2 separate regions of the Mus musculus genome follow, and region 2 is linked to region 1. A link is a contact called in public HiChIP or PLAC-seq data. All regions are on one chromosome and are shown on one strand. The core of a region is the stretch at or near the end of the contact, and the rest is flanking DNA. Distances in the headings are between cores, read along the strand shown.

Region 1 (2,700 bases), core at 11-2,510:
ACTGCTCTTCTGAAGGTTCTGAGTTCAAATCCCAGCAACCACATGGTGGCTCACAACCATCTGTAATGATATCTGATGCCCTCTTCTGGTGTGTCTGAGGACAGCTACAGTTTACTTACATAAAAATAATAAATAAATCTTTAAAAAAAATTGTGTTGAAGCTGTGAGTTTTTTCAAAAACTCTTCCTTTTTTGAAAAGACCTCAACTCAGTAAAATGAGCTAGTCTGAAACTCTTCTAGTGTGACCTATTTATTGTTTTTCTTAGGATCGTAATGGAACACGAAGGTGGCTCAACTCCGTCTTCCAGAATCATAACTAAAAGGATCCGTATTCACAAGATCTGGCTTCAGATTCCATTCCTTCCTTGCTGGTAATTTTGAACAATTGGAGTCCTTGTTTGTTAAACTAGACACAAAGTCATTTTCTCTTTTAAGGACTGACGGGATTGAGAGGCTTTCGCAAATCACGTTTTGTTTTCTTGCCTTGAACCATCTCCTCACTCTTTAAGAATCTGTCCGAGAACTCAGCCCCTCCAAGAAACTTTCACCCCAGCAGGGCAAGCCATTTTCCCTGAGTTCCCTAGAACTTCCTGCCACTCGCTCTTACTCCACTAGAAACCCATACACAGCCGCCCCGTGGTTCCTGGGGAGAAGTGGCTCTCCGGACCTCTCTCTGGCGACGTTTCCGGGCTTGGGCAAGCCCTAAGTTCTCGGCGGAGTTTGCCCGGCCGAGACCCCCGGGGCGACCGGCTGGAGTCCCTTCCGCGGGCTCACCTGGCCTTGGCGCACAGGGCCTTGACTTCGCTCTCTTTGATCAGCTCGCAGCGCCGTAGCTGCTCGATCTGCCGGTCCAGGTCGCTGATCTCCGCCATGGCCCACCCCCCCGGCGCGGGTCAGAGTCGGGGCCGCCGCCCCCTCCGGACCGCACAGGGGTCTCCTGGGAAAAGGGAAGGCGAGCCCGCCAATCAGAGGGTCCGTGCGGGAGGGGGGACTCGATTCTGGGACCGCCCCCCCCTCCCCTCACGGCGGCCCAGGACCCTCCGCGTCCCGCTGCCCTGGCCGCACCCCGCCAACTCCCGTCGAACCCCGCGGGCCCGCGCTAAGGACGGTGGCCTAGAGGGGCCTCGGACAATTACCGCCGCGGAGACTCCGGCTGAGTCTCTTCGACTCCCCACTTCCCTCCGCTTTGGGCCTCCGCCACCGCCGCTTCTACTTCCGGCCTCGCCGCGGAAGCAAAGGGAAACCAGTGCTCTCGCGCGCCGGAAGTGACGCACACGAGCCACGCCTCGCTGAGGCACCGGGAAGGAGAAGAGAAGTAGCCGGAAGTGGGCGGGCGAAGTTGGTTGGAGGCAAATACAGCAGTGCGCCTGGTGTACTTGTGTATGCCTGGTGAGGCGAGCCGCGGTAGGCTTCTCATCTCACATTACATTATTCCCTGGGCTGCTTCTATTACAGATCTCACGGATAAAACTGCCTTGTTCATCATTGCCTCTCCGGTGTTTAGAATAAGGCCAAGTATTGCAGATATGCATAAATAATTGTTCAATGAAAGAGCCTATCCTGGTCCACATTTCTTGCCACGGTCCCATGGAGGAGCTCCGAACCTGGGCCAGACATAGTGGCCTATTTGTAATCCCAGAACTCAGGAGGCTAAGGCTGATCGTGGATACTAGGCTGTCAAAGCTACAGAGCAAACACTTGGCGGGGGGCGGTCACCTCACGAAGATAGCATATCTGATAAAAGAACTTGTCACCAAACCTACTGACCTGATTTGGATCCCCAGAACCCATATGGTGATGAGAGAAAACACGGAGGCTTAAATCTAATTGAAAAAAAATTTTTTAAGTGTCCACTCTCTGGACACCAAGCTTTTCCAAAATAGTTCACTTTTTTTCTTGACAGGGTTGCACTGTAGCTTAGAATAGCCCAGATTTCACAGCGAATCTCAGCCCAGATATTAATCAACCACACCCAACAATGCTTCTTATTGCCTGAACATATTCCTTGAAGGTGGCAATGGGTTTGGAGGCTAGCTTGATCACAGTTGAATGCTGAAAGTCTGGAGTTTCAATCAAAGCTCAAATATGAATCCATAGCTGTACTTGGTGGTGCACGCCTTTAATCCCAGCACTCAGGAGGCAGAGGCAGGCAGATTTGGGAGTTCGAGGCCAGCCTGGTCTACAAAGTGAGTTCCAGGACAGCCAGGGCTATACAGAGAAACCCTGCCTCAAAAAGCAAAAAACAAAAATTAATCCAGAAAAAAGTGGTTTTCAGGTCTGGCTTTCACCTTTCATTTGCTGAAACTCAAAGCAACACAAACACTAAGCCAGCCCCTGGAGCTCCCCAAATTCGCAGTGCATGCAGTCTGCCTCCTTTCTCTTTGCCTTTTGCTGTAGGCAGAGCAGGTTATTGATCTTCTGCACACCATACTCCCTCTTTTTCAGTATTCTATTGTCCCTCTCAATTTTGAACAATTTTTATGTGCCTTAAGATTTTCTTATAGAGGGTGGGGAGATGGCTCAGTGGTTAACACTGACTGCTCTTCCAGCCTGCCAACCACCTGGGTTCAATTCCCAGCACCCACATGGCTGCTCACAACTGTTCCAGAGGATCCAACACTCACACATACACACATTTCAGTTAAAATACCAATGTATATAAAATAAAAAGGATCGCCTCATAGAAGCTAGGAGAATAGC
Region 2 (2,700 bases), core at 98-2,597, 660 kb after region 1:
CAAGCCCTCTGGAGCCTAGAGGAGCAGAGTCTCAGAAGGCTGGCACTGAGCGTCACACGTAGACTTTGGGTTTGATTTTACTGTAACTGTGCACTGGTTATTACTTCTTGGAATAAACAAGTATGTAACTTTTTTTTAATAGGAACCCATAGTTAATTTTAGAGAGGTTTTGGATATGATAGAGAAACTTTGAAAGAGACTAGGTATTTTAAGGAGAGTCTGAATTGAGTGTTTGAATTGAGATCTTGGAATGAACAAAAAACAAAGGTTATGGTTAAAAGGGATGGGTTTGTGTGTCATGCTAACAAGGGGTCAATTGTGCTGACTTGTTTTATGCCAACCTGATCCAAGCTAGAGTGATTTGGGAAGAGGGAACCTCAACGGAGAAAAATGTCCTCACCAGATTGGCCTGTGGTACATCCTTTTCTTTTTTTTTTTGGTTTTTCGAGACAGGGTTTCTCTGTATAGCCCTGGCTGTCCTGGAACTCACTTTGTAGACCAGGCTGGCCTTGAACTCAGAAATCCACCTGCCTCTGCCTCCTGAGTGCTGGGATTAAAGGTGTGTGCCACCATGCCCAGCGTGGTACATTTTCTTAATTAGTGATTGATTAAGGTTGACATGGGAGGGCCCAGCCCACTGTGGGTGGTGCTATCCCTAGGCAGATGTTCCTGAGTGTGTAAGAAAGTAGGAGAGCAAGCAGGAGGCAGCCTTCCTTGTGGCTTTCTGCTTCAGTTCCTGCCTTGATGTTCCTGCCCTGCCCTGCTTTGATGATGGATGTTTACATGAAAATATCAATGAAATAAACCCTCTTCTCCCCAAGCCACTTTTGTTCATGGTGTTTATCACAGCATAGAAACCTCTGACCAAGACAACTCCCAAATATGCAGCTGTTGGTCTAGGAGCACTTTGAGAGAGTTGTAAAAAAAAAAAACAAAAAAACCTTGGACTGTATTTCATCCAGTAGTTCACAAGCCTAGATGAACATTCCAATCAATGGGGCTTTTTCTTTTTTAAAGTCAAGAGTGAACCAGGGGCTAGAGAGAGATGTCTCAGTGGTTAAGGACTCTTTCTAGTCTTCCCAGGACCGATGGGAATTGGAGAAGTTCAATGGAAGCTAAGTCCCGGATCCTGGAAAGCAGTAGTTATCTTTTTCAAAGCTCAGTAATTCACTTATGTCAATGAAGTACCGTTTGTAGTTCGTATGCCCACAGTACAAGCAACCTGGTTAACTCTCATCAGACGACAAATTTAGATTGGGTCGACAGTTTAGGGCATTACTCAGGAAGGCAGTATGGTTTTCGTGGGTATTTTTCACTCACTTCTCTGGAATGTTACCCATCTCCGGTACTCCTGCGGATCTAGGGCTGCTGGTTCCCAGTCATCGGTATTTCGTTCCAACCAGGAGATGAGAGCTGGTTTGGGACCTGCGCATCCTGGGGAAGGAGAACCAGTCAGAGAGCTGGCCCGAAGAAAGGATGCTAAAAAATAAACGCCAACCCCTAACAAGCCGATCGCAGGTCAGGACCCTAGGCTCCCTGCCCCCACTCTACCCCGCCCTCAAGCTCCATCATCCCTTAGGCCCCGCGTAAGCAGATTGGGCCGGGCCTCACCGAGCGCGCCCAGGAGGCCGTAGGTCTCGCGCATCACATCCCGGTACAGAGTCCTCTGAGCGGGCTGCAGACACCCCCACTCCTCCGAGGAGAAGTACACGGCCACGTCCACGAACTTCAAGGCCCTTGGCCTCCTGCCCCTTTTCCGAGTAGGTCCAGCCTCTCCGACTGCCCGCAGGAGAAGCGGAGCCGAAGGTGGCGCCATCGGACCTGCTCCCCGGCCTTGCCACGGGGACCCGGAGACCTAGAAGCTCCGTCGGGAAGGCCCGGAGGAAATCTGAATCGGCTGCCTGAGGGGCCGGGCGGCCCGACACAGACCGTTATTCAGGGAACTCCCGCTGGAACTTGGGTGAGAGGCACCGGAAGATGCCTTCGGGGAAGATGGCGGCGCTGCTCCTGCACCACCGCTGCCTAGAACACAGGCAGGTTCCAGCTATCGATTTTATTGACCCGAACGCCATGCCGACTTCTTAACCTCCTTGCCCTAAAGTGTAATGGCGCTGCGAGATGGCTTCTTGCCTACTTTCCTCCTATCTATTGCATTCGTTTATTGGTTGGTAGCTGAAGATCGGGCGTTCTGATTGGTCATCAATGAAGGCGGCCCATTTGAATGAAGCCAACGGATTCTTAAGGGCAAGAAGGTGGATCCTGTGTCTCTAAGCCGGTTGTGAGAAGTCTTATGAATGGGAGGCTTTTCTTGTGTTCTCCAACGCTTGTTTGCCCTACTTGGAGAAGACGTTTCTACAGGTCTTCCAAAGGGAAAGTCACACAGTGACAACATGGATTTTTGAACAGCTACATCCTACGATCATAAAGGTGTCACAGCCAGGAATTCTGAAAAGTACTAGATGAGAAGGGAGCGGTGGTAAGGATCTGGTGCACAAAAGGCGCGTCTGGTAAAATTGAATGACTAGAATGGTAAGTTGACTGGTCTTGTACCTTGGGCAGCTCCTAAGTAGTCTATAGAAGTGAATGGCCTACCTGAGTACCAAGGAAGTTCGCTTGTTTAGAGGTGAGACCAATAGCTTTGGGCTTACCCTTTCTTTGTACAGTGGAATGCACATTTAGGCTACCAGGGGGAACAAAAGA

The links. HiChIP or PLAC-seq counts read pairs in DNA pulled down with a chosen protein or histone mark.
Region 2: a contact with region 1 is called in an H3K27ac HiChIP or PLAC-seq map of thymic regulatory T cells, with 5 times the contacts expected there. The contact joins the promoter of B130055M24Rik here to the promoter of Ppp4c in region 1. A contact is called at or near these places in 2 of 39 promoter capture datasets (the C10 cell line and pre-B cells), 4 of 115 datasets of contacts at active chromatin or transcription factors (bone marrow-derived macrophages, microglia, pancreatic cancer cells and 1 more) and 2 of 9 other capture datasets (adipose tissue and macrophages).

What each region holds. Positions count from the first base shown.
Region 1 is chr7:126,791,287-126,793,986 of GRCm38.p6, forward strand. It overlaps Ppp4c (protein phosphatase 4, catalytic subunit), which reads right to left and starts at 1,261. Exons shown (of 9, transcript NM_019674.4): 1 at 1,137-1,261; 2 at 775-937. The coding sequence starts at 872.
Region 2 is chr7:127,447,043-127,449,742 of GRCm38.p6, forward strand. B130055M24Rik (a long non-coding RNA gene) reads left to right here and starts at 1,348. Exons shown (of 2, transcript XR_869949.3): 1 at 1,348-2,529. Zfp689 (zinc finger protein 689) reads right to left here and starts at 2,116. Exons shown (of 3, transcript NM_175163.3): 1 at 1,612-2,116; 2 at 1,321-1,434. The coding sequence starts at 1,816.